2 separate regions of the Hordeum vulgare genome follow, and region 1 is linked to region 2. A link is a contact called in public Hi-C data. All regions are on one chromosome and are shown on one strand. The core of a region is the stretch at or near the end of the contact, and the rest is flanking DNA. Distances in the headings are between cores, read along the strand shown. Region 1 holds the start of LOC123452757 (wall-associated receptor kinase 5-like). Region 2 holds the start of LOC123452753 (protein WVD2-like 1).

Region 1 (7,059 bases), core at 4,514-7,013, 160 kb before region 2:
ATGCTCTTCTCGGCGATGGCTCTGGGAAGGACAAGACTGCGGGGTGGTGCCTCGATACCGGCGCCACCCACCACATGACCGGTCGAAGGGAATTCTTCGCCGAGCTCGACTCCGACGCGCGAGGCTCCGTCAAGTTTGGGGATGCCTCAGTTGTGGAAATTAAGGGCTTCGGCTCCGTCATCCTCACCACCAAGACGGGAGAGCACCGGCTGCTCACCGGTGTCTACTACATCCCCGCGCTAGGGAACTCCATCATCAGCTTGGGACAGCTGGATGAGAACAGCTCACGCGTGCTGATTGAGCATGGGGTCCTACGCATCTGGGATCGCCAGCGTCGCCTTCTCGCCAAGGTACCCGGAGGTGAAAATTGACTCTACGTCCTTGATGTGCAGGTGGCACAACCGGTTTGTCTCGCTGTCCGTCGGGACGACGAGGCGTGGCAATGGCATGAGCGCTTTGGGCACCTTCATTTTGAGGCCCTGAAGCATCTAAGTGCCAAGGAGATGGTGCGAGGCCTGCCATGCCTCGACCATGTGCAGCAGTTCTGCGACATCTGTGTGCTGACGAAGCAGAGATGACTCCCCTTTCCCCAGCAGGCGAGTTTTTGGGCCAAGGAGAGGCTGGAGCTCGTGCACGGAGATCTGTGCGGCCCAGTGATGCCAGCCACACCAGGAGGTCGACGCCACTTCCTGCTGCTCGTCGACGACCTCTCTCGCTACATGTGGGTGATGGTCCTCGGCGGTAAGGGAGAGGCGGCGGACGCCATCAGGCGCGCGCAAGTTGCTGTGGAGGCGGAGAGCGGCCGCAAACTGCGCGTGTTACGCACTGACAACAGCGGCGAATTCACAGCGGCTGAATTCGCATCGTACTGCACTGATGAGGGCATCCAGCGCCACTACTCCGCGCCGTACAGCCCGCAGCAAAACGGCGTCGTCGAGCGGCGCAACCAGACGGTTGTGGGGATGGCTCGGGCTCTCCTCAAGCAGAGAGAGATGCCGGCTGTTTTCTGGGGAGAGGCGGTGCTAACGGCCGTCTACATCCTCAACCGCTCGCCTACTAAGGCACTCGACGGCAGGACGCCGTACGAGGCCTGGCATGGGCGGAAGCCGACGGTCTCCCACTTGCGGGTCTTTGGCTGCCTTGCATTCGCCAAAGAGCTCGGCCACATCGGCAAGCTCGACGACAGGAGTACTCCGGGAGTCTTCATCGGCTATGCGGAGGGCTCAAAGGCCTACCGCATCCTCGACCCAGAGACACAGCGTGTGCGCACGGCGCGAGACGTCGTGTTCAACGAAGGGCGAGGGTGGAAGTGGGACAAGGCAGTGGACGACAGCTAGACGCCGGCGTATGACGACTTCATTGTCGAGTACGTCCACTTCAAGGAAGCTTGGGGAGCAAGTAGCTCCTCTTCGCCGAGCACGTCTACCCCAGCTCCAAAACTAAATCGACTCCGGTGCCTGCTACGCCGACGGCACCACAACCGGCGACGCCGCATACTCCAGCCCCGACAGTCACCACTCCGGGCTCGTCTTCATCAGCACCAGCTCACGCAGAGCACAACCCGATGAAGTTCGCTTCCCCGCTCACTCACGACGAGGAGCGCAATGACGCGTATCATAGCGGCGAACCGCTGCGGTATCGTACGATGGATAATCTACTCGGCGACCAGCCGGTGCCGGGACTGGTGCCACGCGACCTGGAGGCGCAGCTACAACTCGCGTGTGAGGACGGCGAACCTCGGTCATTTGCAGAGGCCGAGAGAGACGCGGCATGGCGCGCCGCGATGCAGTTGGAGATGGATGCGGTCGAGCAGAACCGCACCTGGGAGCTCGCTGACCTCCCTCGTGGTCACCGCGCAATCACCCTTAAGTGGGTGTTCAAGCTGAAGAGGGATGGAGCCGTCGCCATCATCAAGCACAAGGCTCGCTTGGTGGCCCGAGGCTTCTTGCAGCAGGAAGGAGTCGACTTCGACGACGCTTTCGCTCCCGTGGCACGGATGGAGTCCGTGCGACTTCTCCTTGCACTAGCTGCCCAGGAGGGCTGGCGTCTCCATCACATGGATGTCAAGTCGGCATTCCTCAACGGCGACTTGAAGGAGGAAGTCTATGTGCATCAGCCACCGGGATTTGCGATCCCCGGCCAGGAGGGCAAGGTACTCCGCCTGCGTAAGGCTCTCTACGGCCTACGGCAGGCACCTAGGGCGTGGAACGCCAAGCTGGACTCCACGCTAAAGAAGATGGGCTTCGAGCAAAGCCCGCATGAGGCGGCCGTCTACCGACGGGGCAGTGGAGGAAATGCCCTGCTGGTGGGCGTCTATGTTGACGACTTGGTGATCACCGGCATCAAAGATGCAGAGGTGGCGGCGTTCAAGGAAGACATGAAGGCCACCTTCCAGATGAGTGATCTGGGGCTCCTCTCCTTCTATCTAGGGATCGAGGTGCACCAGGATCACTCCGGGATCGCGCTTCGACAGTCCGCCTATGCCAAGCGCATCGTTGAGCTAGCTGGGCTCACCGACTGCCACCCAGCTCTCACTCCGATGGAGGAGAGGCTGAAACTGAGCCGCGACAGCACGACGGAGGAAGTGGATGCTACGCAGTACCGACGCCTTGTGGGGAGCCTTCGCTACCTCGCCCACACAGGGCCGGACTTGGCATTCTCCGTGGGCTATGTTAGTCGGTTCATGGAGCGACCGACGTCGGAGCACCAGCAGGCAGTGAAGAGGATCGTCCGCTACGTGGCAGGGACACTCGACCACGGCTTCCACTACCCTAGGTGTCCGGGGGCGGCACACTTCGTCTTGTACAGCGACAGCGACCACGCCGGCGACATCGACACCAGCAAGAGCACGAGCGGGATCCTCTACTTCCTCGGCAAGTGTCTCGTGAGCTGGCAATCGGTCAAGCAGCAGGTGGTGGCCCTGTCCAGCTGTGAGGCCGAGTACATAGCGGCCTCCACCGCCTGCACTCTGGCACTCTGGCTCGCTCGACTGCTTGGTGATCTCCTCGTCCGAGACACCAGAACGGTGCAGCTCCTGGTGGACAGCAAGTCCGCCCTGGCCCTGGCAAAGAACCCCGTTTTCCACGAACGGAGCAAGCACATCCGACTGAGGTATCACTTCATCCGCAGCTGTTTGGAAGAAGGGAGCATCGAGGCGAGCTACATCAACACCACAGACCAACTCGCAAACCTGCTCACCAAGCCTCTTGGGAGGATCAAGTTCCTCGAACTCTGCTCCAGGATTGGGATGATTCGACTCTCCCACAAGACGACGTACAAGACTTAGGGGGAGAATGATGGATAAGTCTATGTACTATGGTCTTTGTGGGGCTGCAGCACATAGTCCTTTGTGGGGCTGCAGCACATGGTCCTTGTGGCTGTTAGGATAGAATCCTTGACCATCAAGGACTGGCAGTTAGGATAGCATCTTAGGCTAGCATCTTAGCATATGCTTGGCTGGCTAGCAGCCTATAAATATGTATCCCCAACCCCTCAGGTTGGCATGGCATTGTGTGAGAAATAAACCAACGAAAATTGTCCCAACTCTCGTAGTGTCATCCACAACTATCAATGCTCAGGCTGAAAGGTCTAACACTGTCAATGTATCTTATCAAGAGTTTGTTAATTTCAGATATTAACGAATGCCTTCAACCAAACAGCTGTAAAGGGATCTGCCATAATACCAAAGGAAGCTTCAGTTGTACTGAATGTCCTCTCAAGACTGAGTATGATCCAATAAAAATGCAGTGTACCAAGATAAAACAACAGCCTCTACTCTTAGGTAAGACTATATTCTTGTTATATTTATGATAGACAAAACAGAGCAGAAATTTAAAAGAGCTTAATGCTTGCAGGTATAATTATTGGGATGTCCTGTGGTTCCATGATTCTTCTTCTGAGCTTCAGTATAGTGTTTCTTACTCGTAGATGGAAAATAAATGTTCAAAAGCAACTAAGGAAGAACTACTTCCGGAAGAACCAAGGTCTTCTCCTAGAAACGTTGATACCATCTGATGAAACTGCAAATGAGAATACAAAGATTTTCTCTTTAGAAGAGCTAGAGAAGGCAACCAACAACTTTGATCCTACGCGTATCGTCGGCTGTGGGGGCCATGGCATGGTTTACAAAGGCATATTATCTGATCAGCGTGTCGTTGCAATAAAAAAATCTAAGGTCATTGAGGAGTGTGAGATCAGTCAATTCATCAATGAGGTTGCAGTTCTCTCTCAGATAAATCACAGAAATATTGTAAAGCTCTTTGGATGTTGTCTCGAAACTGAGGTTCCACTGCTCGTGTATGACTATGTGTCCAGTGGCTCACTGTCTGAAGTTCTTCATGCTGATTCAAGTGATGGTTTTTCTTTGTCTTGGAGTGATTACTTAAGGATTGCCCTGGAAACAGCAGGAGCTCTATCTTATCTCCACTCTTCAGCTGCAATATCAATCTTCCATCGTGATGTGAAATCCTCGAATATACTCTTGGATGTGAACTACACAGCTAAAGTTTCAGATTTTGGCACCTCTAGATTGGTTCCGATTGATCAAACACACATTGTCACGAATGTACAGGGTACATTTGGCTACTTAGATCCAGAGTATTTCCATACCGGACAGTTAAACGAGAAGAGCGACGTGTACAGTTTTGGTGTGGTACTAGTGGAGTTGCTTCTCAGAATGAAGCCTGTTTTTACAAGTGAATCGGGCATGGTCAAGAGCTTGTCAAACTATTTTATCCAGGAATTCAAGGATGGAAGAATCACAAGTATTGTTAACTCTCAGGTCCTCGAGGAGGCAACCGACGAAGAGGTGAACAGTGTCGCCTGTCTTGCAGAGGCGTGCTTAAGGCTATATGGCGAAGAAAGACCCACAATGAAACAAGTGGAGACAGAACTGCAGACTCTACGAACAAAACGGGTGAAGTCATGTCAAGCAGATCCGAGAAATGAAGAGCGAATGCTACCGGAGTCACTACCTCAAAGAGGAGTTATAGCTGCTCGCCAATCTTTGACAACAGAACTGGATGAGAGAGATAACTTACAGTCAAGAGACAGCCGACAATGCTATAGCTTAGAGTGTGAGTTCATGGCGTCTGCTAGTCTACCACGCTAGATGAGTCCGTCAAGTCAATAATGGATGATGATTATGTTTCCATTTTGTTAACTGGTTTGTGTTTCAGACTAAAACTACAGAGATTGGTACCCATAAGTCAATTTGTGTCCAGGCATCATGATTGTAGAGACATGGAGTGAATGGCTGGCATATGCATTGTATTGATGAAATGCTGATAAGGCATATTCTGGATTATATTAGCAATTATTTTGAGCACTCCATTGCTATGATATGTTGTTTTATTCAGATCATGAATGTGAGCACACTCCCAGCTCCCACATACACTGGGTTCTTGCATTTAGTAATTATTAGTAATAGGCTTAACTTAAAGTTTATTATACAGCCTGTTTTGTTTGGCCATTTTGATTTTTGTCGCTGCCACTTGTGATGATTTATACATTACTGTGCTTTTATTTGTATACAATACCATGATTTCCAGGCGCCATGGTAAAAGCGCGAGTTATTTTTTGAATGTACAGCTGATCATTTTCCTGTTATTGCGTTACTTGATTCTTTCTCTGTAGTTTATCTCCAGTGTTCAGAATTTTTACTCTGTTTTCTTGGTTGCAGCTTATGCGAGCACCAGCTAGTGTTGGTGGTGGTGGATTCAGTTACTGTCACCTAGTGCCTGTTCGGGGATGGACTGCTCCAGCAACTCCGCTCCGTCGGAGGAGCGGCAGAACGTCCGCTCCGAAAAAATTACATTACGGATCGTTCCGCTCCACCGCGGAGTCAGGAGCCGGAGTGTTTCCGAACACTCCCCTAGTATCAGTTAGGTTCGTCTCCACCATGTGGTGACTGAAGATTGCTAGCCAGCATCCACTATCGATGAGCAGAATGTTCCACCTCCACATTCTCCTGATGCCCCACTGCGGTGAGCTTCTCGTGTGATTCGCCATTTTCATGCTGCAATTTTGCGTGCTCCTTTTTTTATTTCTATGTTTGGCATGAACTTTGGTTGTTGGTAATGCATTTCTTGTGTAGTGCACACCTTTGGGAATCCAGAAAATCCACAAGCGAAATGTGTAAAGTGGTATATTAGGAGCAGACATAGACTGGCCCCTTTGGTGGGCTTGAATTGTCTGCAAACAGAAGGTATTGACCGATTTGCTTAGGTCTTGTCTACTGAGGTCACAATCATGCTCTTCTCCTTCTGCATCGCATCAAATACACCATAGTCAAAGTCATGGTCATCTCCTTAACATCGCATCAAATACAGCACTGCCCCATCCAGGTCATGGTCATCCACATTTGCTTAGTTCTTGTCTACGAGGTCACGATCATGCTCTTCTCCTTCTGCATCACATCAAATACACCATAGTCAAAGTTGTGGTCATCTCCTTAGCATCGCATCAAATACACCACTGCCCCACCCAGGTCATGGTCATCCACAGCCACAGGGCCATTTACTAGGTCATGGTAATGCATGGCCATCTCCTTTCACATGGCATCAAATACAGACCGCATCCACGCCCATTTGATTCCTTTTCCAGTCTTCCTTGGGTCAACTGTAAGTATTTGTAATCATAGATATATATGCAGTAGGAAGGCAGTCATGAAAGCGGTACCCAGAAGAGAAGGTAGTGCTGCCTGACCTGAATTTCTCTAGTGCAAGGTGTAGTGTAGAATCATGGGCATCTTGCCGATGGTGTTCTCTGTGTTGGTACTCGGGTCACTGGGAAAGCTAACAGCTCTGCCATCTGGAGTTATGACAAGCCAACAGGGCTCTGAGGGGAACAGGGCGCAACCATCTCGAACTGGTGGCACGATTGATGGCTGCCCAACAAGCTGCGGCAGTGTGAGCTTTGGCTATCCCTTCGGCATCGGATCCAGGTGCTCCCTTGAGCCTGACTTCGACCTCATTTGTAACGGCACCACTCAGCCCCCCAAACTCTTCTTGCGCGACGGCATCACCGAGGTGATCGACTTTGGCGATCCTTATTGGAGTT
Region 2 (7,458 bases), core at 2,203-4,702:
TTCAAGTCCATGTTTGTGCTGAACAAGATGTTGGTTTAGCGACTGTATTTACTCAACTAGCCTCATGTGAGCCGACCTTTAGCTAGCCAGGGCCGGCTGCTATGGCTGCCAAACACACCCAAAGTATTTGGTTGGGGGAGAAAAAGTAGGTTAGAACCATGCACGTGGTGTGATATTTGTGGTTTAGTGTCCGGTTGAGAGGAAAGAGATGAGATGAGATCATGCATGTGCGGTTGGGAGGAAAGAGAGAAGAAGGGAACCATGCATGTGATTGATTAAGTGCATGTCTGGACTATAGCAAAGCTCTCCCATGTTTGTCTCTTGCATACCGAAATTCGTATGTCCAGATTGTTAAACGGACATATAAAGAAGTCTTCATTGGATGACAAAAGTGGTCCGAACACTGTGGTCCAGACATATAGGGTTTGAGGTTCTCTTTGGAGATGCCCTAAATGAAGAGCATGGCTACGTATGCGGACAAATATATTCTTAAAATAGATACGCTAGAACATTGATAGGGTGCGTCCGCGAACGTTTGATGGCCATGTCCCGTTCGACTATAGATGCGTTAAGAGCATCTACATCCGCAGTTGGTAAATCTGGGCTCCTATACATCCGCGAACGTGGTCGGACATGACGAGGAGGAGCGTCGGCCCGACCCTCAAATGACCACATTTGCAACCACAACCCCTACTTAAACATCAAATTCATACAAATACTTGTACGTCGATTATCACACACAAATACAAAAAAATTGTACATAAAATACATAATCCAACATAGTCTAGAAATAAAAATTATTCATAGTGCATAACTAAAACATAAAAAACATTTAGTTCAGAGCATGGATCCACATATGCTTCACAAGACCATTGAAAAGTTGAATATGCCTCTATTGATCTTGAAGTTGTCGATGCATCTCAAAAAAGTTGGTAATATGTTCCGTCGCTTCTTGTTCCGTGAGGCAGACCTGAATACCGGACTTCTCAAAGTCATGTGTGCGGGCTGCCTCTTAACTTTCATCCTCGATAATCATGTTGTGCAAGATTACACAACATGTCACGAGGTGTCAAAGTGTGTCCACTTCCCACATTATTGCAACTCTACGAACAACAATCCAACGTGTTTGTAGCACTCTGAATATCCTCTCCACATCCTTGACAACACAGTGCGTCGAGCAACGATTGCGACGAAGCTACACTCGTGACTCTGTGGACGAGGTAAGAGAAAGGGAACACGTCAGGTTGGACAATGAGAGAATGCCTTCAAGTGATTTGGTGTGGGCCTTTGCAGTCAGTCTTACATGACAGACTCGTTCGGATGTTGTAATATCCGTCCAATATATGTGCCGCGTATGAGGGTTGCAGTTCAACCTGGACGCTTGGGGCGAATTAACTCACTCGGATTTGGTGCATTTTTTCTATCCAGGAAGACCATCCGAACATTTGAATAGATATGGGGTAGCCGGTTGTAGATGTTCTAAGAGCATCTTCAACCGCGTCCCCAACACACCCCTCCGCCTTTTTACGGACGAGGAAAAAACGGCCCAGTCGCGCCCCCGGGAGCCCGTTTTGCCGGCTAGGGCCAAAATTGGCCCGACGGTTCCATGTCGAACCCAGTGCGCTCAGGGTCGCCCCGGGGCGCCGTCAGAAACATTTTTGGCGCAAAAAAAAATCTCTTGGCCCCCCGAGTCAGCGACTGGCGCACGCGGTCGTCGTCCTCATCGTCTCATTTCCAACGGGTATCAATGCGAAGGTTGCACCGTCGGTCATCCTTCCATTGATTCACGGGCTGCGCAGGGAAGGCACGGCGAGGCGCGTCCCGACGACACATGTCGCGTCGTTTCCTGCCACACGTTCACACGGCGCTGCTCCGCTTTTCCTGCCCGCTCGCGGCTATATAAAGGTGCCCTCTCCCTGCTGGTGGCCACACACATCTCTCGTCGATGCCCTCTCTTCTCCTTCTTTGCCACCGACGCCTCCTCTCCCTTTCTTTCCCCAAAAGATGGCCGGACGTTTCCCCGGTGACGGAGCGGTAGCCAATGGCTTCGCCCGCCGTCATCTCCACGAGGATGAGGCCCGCTTTCTCTATGAGTCGGACTACCCGGTGCGGCCGGACATGCGGGTGCGGGGTTCATGGAGGCTGAGCGTCGACGGAGTCCCAGTGCCACCGTCGTCCACTGGAGCTGACCGGCGGGCGGAGATCGCGCACATCCGATCGTCGCTGCGGGAGAGCTCGTGCAACCTGCCGAGGTACACCCCCGATAGCAACACACTATGGACGGTGTGCTTCGAACGCCGTCACGCCGACAAGCTCGCCGCCACCAACGAGGTCGAACCCCACGGTTGCCACAACTCCGAGGGGCAGCAACTCGCTGAGGTACGAGTACCAACCGCCACCCGCCTTCTCCCGCTGCCGCGGTAGCTCCTGGACGCCGAGGCGGATGGAGACAACGTCGTCCTCCTCGTCCAGCTCCTGCTCCCGCTTCTCCGGGTCGCCGACGTTCCTCCTCGTCAAGCCGGAGACGCAGGAGACGCCGTTGGGGTGGCGCACGCGCAGCGGCTGCATCGTCATCAATGAGCCCGGCGCCTCCTCCCGCCTCGTCAAGCCGAAGACGGAGCCAGGACTCCTCCCCGTCAAGCAGGAGCACCTGTCCATGGTCGTCGATGACGAGACCGCCCTCAAATGGGCGCGGGACGACTACGTTCGGGAGGAGATGGAGCGCCAACGTCGTGCCCTTGAGGAGATCGCCGCCCGGCGCCGCGCCCGCGAGGAGGGTGGCGTCGTCATCCTCGATGACAGCAGCGAGGAGGCGTCGGGGCCTTCCAACCCCGTTCGCCACGACGACCCAGGATATGGGTGTAACAAGAACGGCGACGGAGCGCAGGATGACGACGGCGACGGTGACTACACCAACTTCTACAAGCTTCTCGGCATGTAGAAGGCGGCGGCGTCGGGCGACAACGGCGGGAGGCGGTGATGTAGTTTAATTATGTTTTTATTCCATTTTTGTACAAACTTTAATAAAAACTATGAATTTCGTTCGAAATCAAGTCGATTTTGGTCCGAGTTTAAAAAAATAAATTAGTTGGGACACCCATTTTTTCGCCGACGAATCGCAGAGGGCGCTATTTCACGCTTTTCGTGAGCCGAACGGCTGGAGATGCTCTAAGCCTTCACCCCCCATCCCCTTCACACACAACTCAACGTTCATGTATCTGCACAGCTGTACAATACAGTTGGCGTGAGCCGGATGATCCCTGCGACACCATCGCCAGCCAGGCAGCCAGCACTGCACGGCCATCCACGGAAAGGTCCAAAGTCCAAGCCAAGTCACCTCCACTTACACGTGAGCTCCGCCCCACAAGGCCACAACCCCACAGCACCGCCCCCCCGCCCCGCGCACCGAGCTCGAAGCAAAGCACCCACCGCACCCACCCCCCCTCGCGGACACACTCGACCCACACAGCCAGGCGCACACACTCGATCCCACACACAAGCGCACACTCCCTCCCTCTCGGCAGCGCCGCGAGCTAGCTAGCGAGGTTGGTGGAGCCGCTCCACGGCGGCGGGGCCAGGCGAGGCCGCGAGGTCGGTCGGGGAGCCGCGCGGCAGCAGCAGCAGCAGCGGAGCGGGGCGGGCCGAGCTCGTTCCGGCCACCCCTGCGGCCATGGCGGCGAGCGGCGAGGGGGGCGGCGACGCGTCGGCGGCGGCCCGGCGCCGGTGGGATCTCACCAGCAAAGGGGCGGAGACCATGTAAGGGCAGTATTACAGTACTACTAGTACCGTCTGCATTCTGTTTGCTGCATTTTTTTTTTGTTTTCAGGATGGGGTCATATACGGGCGTGGTTCCTCAGCAATGTCGGAGCTGGCGAGCTCGTCCTTCGGCGTGCCGCCAGATCCGTTTGAGCCGTGCACGATTCATGCGTGCTTTTGGTGTTTCTATTAGGGGATTCATTTTCTTGGCCCGGAACTCTAGATTGGGCGACCTAGGGTTTCGTATTGGAGGAGACAGATTCAACGTAGCCCTCAAATGTCTTACACTGAACCTAGGTTGCCAAACTCAGGTTTTTTTTAGGAGCCCAGCTCATCTTTTTTGAGCTAAGAGAACTTATTGTTTCCTTTTTTTCCCCTTCTATCCAGAGGAATAAGTCTGGGCGAGATGGATATTCCATCTTGTTCTAGCAAGCTTGAATCATTCTAGGGTGCATGAGGAATTTCTGGTGGATGTGCGCTCCTCAACTTCCACCGGCAAATTTTAGTTGTACTTGTACATCTTGGCACATCTTACACGAATTTTTAATTGCAACTTTTTTTAGTCACCAGCTTTTCCATGTGGAGATTTTCAGATAGTGTCTTAGGTGGCCTTGGCTGTGAGGATCGTGCAAGTTTGACTTTTTAGGATCCTTTTTTTACATATTGTGTGGCTGGTCGATACGCAGTTGAGATCTGGTGATCTTTGTCAACACTTCTTGGGCATCAGCTGGAATTTCCGTGCGGATATGTATCTTGTTTCTGATTAGATGCATGGCCACACATTTATGTTATCAAAAATATTTTCCTTTTTTATTAAGCATTAAGACATAAGCTGGCATGCATTTTTTTCTAGAGCAATTCGATTCAGATGTTCAATTTGAAGAGTTATGAGAAGTGGCATTGAGTATCTTCATGTAGTTACATACATAGGATGTGTCCAAATTTACAGAAGTGCTCTTATGTTTATACTTCATTGTCAGTTGTCACATATATATGTCGGCATTACGAGTCTTTATGGAGGATTGGCTATCATAATGCTCAGGTCAGGAGCCTATCATTTGCCTGAATGCACTAAATGCACCTGACTCTTAGTTCATTATTGGAGAATATTAGAGTATTTCTATATGTGCTGAAGTTGCTTGCACGATATTTGCACCGAATAGTTTATGAGGTTGCACTTTTTTATTTATAGAAGGTAGTTGGAGCCCCCAATGTTTATCCATTTATTCCGTCTCATTACAATTCCTAGAAAGCTCCAGCTGCAGAGCTGTACTTATATTCTTTATTTTCTGCAGTCCAATGGTGAAAGAGGCTGCGGAAATCTCCACGGACGAAGAATCAGATGGTGTTGTTATATGCCCACCAGATGAGAACACTCGTGGTTGCGAGGAAGTTGTTAGTGGCAGTGATCATGATAGTTCTCCAGAGGGCCAAGTAACTTGTGTAGAACCGGCCATAGACGGGGAAACAGGGGAAGACAAGCTTGTAAACCAAGATTCACTGAAGTTGATCGATCAAGAAATGTCTGCTCTGCCTAAGTCACCAACAAAGCCTAGTATGTCTGGATCAGAGAGGTCTAAGCGCACTGTTCCTCAACCATTTGCACTTTCAACTCAAAGAAGGGCTTCTGGTGGAGGAAATGGCGGTGTGGCTCATCCATCCAGTAACGGAGAAAAATCTGGGCAAGGAAGCAGTGCCTCTCCAGCAAGCATGATAAAGAAGGTATGTAGGCGATTTATTTATGCTCTGTTGCACTGTATCATGATGCTCCTAATATCATGTGCCTCTACTCTTGATTTTATTAGACCACAGTTTTTAATTTGATTTGTGGCCCTAACTTCCATGCATGCTTCATTGCTATGGAACGTTAACTAACTAGACCATATATAAGCAAATTTGGCTAGCCAACTTATCGGTTGAGGTTTTGCTCGCCCATGGATTGGCCATCATTGGCTAGAAAAATGAACTATAGTTGCCAAAAAGTTGCTCCTCATCGAAACAAAGACCAATATTTTGGACATATTTTTTTTTTGTATTGTACACTTTGGTCACAATCCGAACATACCCTACCCCAGATCATATGATCTGGTGATGCTTGGAAGAGTGTAATATCTTCTGATTGAAGAGCTCCTTTGTATGTTGAAGTTTATTTGTCTTTCTTTTGTTGTGGAACATCTTAAAAAAAATATGAACCTGAATATGTTTCATACTACATGTTAATCGATGACATGTGTCTTTTCTTTGTTCCTGACTGATGTGTCTATTTGGCTGAAAATGTCATCCTGTAAGCTTTTTGTAGAGAGTTTGTTCTATTGACAGAACTAATCTCGGTATTACTGCAGAGTACTCTGGTGACACCCAAGAAGATGTCGCAACCTGGCCATACATTTCAACCTCAAGATGACGACTCCTGTTCAGTGACTTCTTCGTATCCTTTTCTAATTTATAGTTTACTACACTCTACACCGCTCTATCATTATGTACCTGTAATTTTATATTTTGGAAGATGTTCTTTCAATTTTCCATACCAAAGCTCAAGCCTGAGATGACTGGAAAATTACATTGTTCTGCCAATTTGTTTCTTACGTTTTCTGGAAGATTTTCCAACTTGTACCATGAACCCACAAGCTGTATCTTCTCAGTTGAATTGCTCTGTGAACTGAAAACATTGCAACGTGGTGTTTCTCTCCTCGTAGCAGTTTGAAACAATTGATTATGTCCTTTCCTGAGCTGCACAAAGAACCACAGCTTCGGCACGAGCTGGCAGAACTAAGACAACTGTTGCCTTTGCTCCTACATTTGTATGTGACGACCGTGCTGACAAGAGGAAAGAGGTGTGTGTGCAATCTGATTGCATTGTGCCAAGACAAGATGATCATAACCATTAACAGCTATTAGCCCTTCTTTTTTAATCTGGTAGACTCACAGTATTACTAATTCTTCAGTTCTACACGAAATTAGAAGAGAAGCACAAAGCTTTGGAGGCTGAGAAGAATGAGGCTGAAACAAGGAAAAAGGTAAGAACTAAGAACATACTTTTGTTTTGTATCATGGAGCATTTGAGTTATTTGTGCTCTGTTAAGTTCCCCTGGTAAAAGAAAAATGTCTTGATTTACAAGGGCTATTTTTTGTTCTGTACTATACTTAAACAAAAGGAATTTTCAGCATTACTGGCCGATTAGATGCTTCATTGCATACGTTTATATAAAAAGTATTGGAATTGTTATAGAACTATGATCCCTACGATGAAAATGTAGTTTTGTGCGTGGGCTTTTTTATGTGTGCCGCTCAACGGTTGTAACGGCTTTCGCCCAGTTTTCCATAATTAACTGAGCAATCTGGTTTTCGCTCGGTTTTCCCTAATTAACTGAGCAACTCTTTTCTTCTTAATGAGTGCAGGATAACTGCCATTTCGAATAAAAAAAATGTAGTTGCGTTAGAGTAGGACTGCATCTGTACATGTCGGGTGTTTATTTGTACATTCCCACTTCGTGATACCAGTGCATGTGTATCAAGCTTATGGAATAACATAGTGTTCAACCCAGGTTAGACTCTTCTGAATTCTAGCCCATTCATAATGGCTTTGCTACTGTCAATGTTCTTGACCAACGCATATCCTTGAACTTTTTGTTGTTCAAATCTTTCTATAAGACAGTTATGTATATACAACGAGAATTGTTAAATATTGTTACTAACATTTCT

The links. A called contact is a pair of places that touch in the nucleus more often than the background predicts.
Region 1: a Hi-C map of leaf shows a contact between it and region 2, with 2.3 times the contacts expected there. The contact joins the promoter of LOC123452757 here to the promoter of LOC123452753 in region 2. A contact is called at or near these places in 3 of 6 Hi-C or Micro-C datasets (leaf and seedling) and 1 of 1 datasets of contacts at active chromatin or transcription factors (embryo).

The regions. Positions count from the first base shown.
Region 1 is chr5H:549,610,187-549,617,245 of MorexV3_pseudomolecules_assembly, reverse strand. It overlaps LOC123452757 (wall-associated receptor kinase 5-like), which reads left to right and starts at 5,763. Exons shown (of 4, transcript XM_045129464.1): 1 at 5,763-7,059. The coding sequence starts at 6,741. It overlaps LOC123452758 (putative wall-associated receptor kinase-like 16), which reads left to right. Exons shown (of 5, transcript XM_045129467.1): 4 at 3,632-3,781; 5 at 3,855-5,340. The coding sequence ends at 5,110.
Region 2 is chr5H:549,445,254-549,452,711 of MorexV3_pseudomolecules_assembly, reverse strand. LOC123452753 (protein WVD2-like 1) reads left to right here and starts at 3,452. Exons shown (of 7, transcript XM_045129462.1): 1 at 3,452-3,756; 2 at 5,052-5,478; 3 at 6,099-6,184; 4 at 6,497-6,590; 5 at 6,702-6,773. The coding sequence starts at 3,671. LOC123452754 (a long non-coding RNA gene) reads left to right here and starts at 3,763. Exons shown (of 2, transcript XR_006632653.1): 1 at 3,763-4,053; 2 at 4,144-4,503.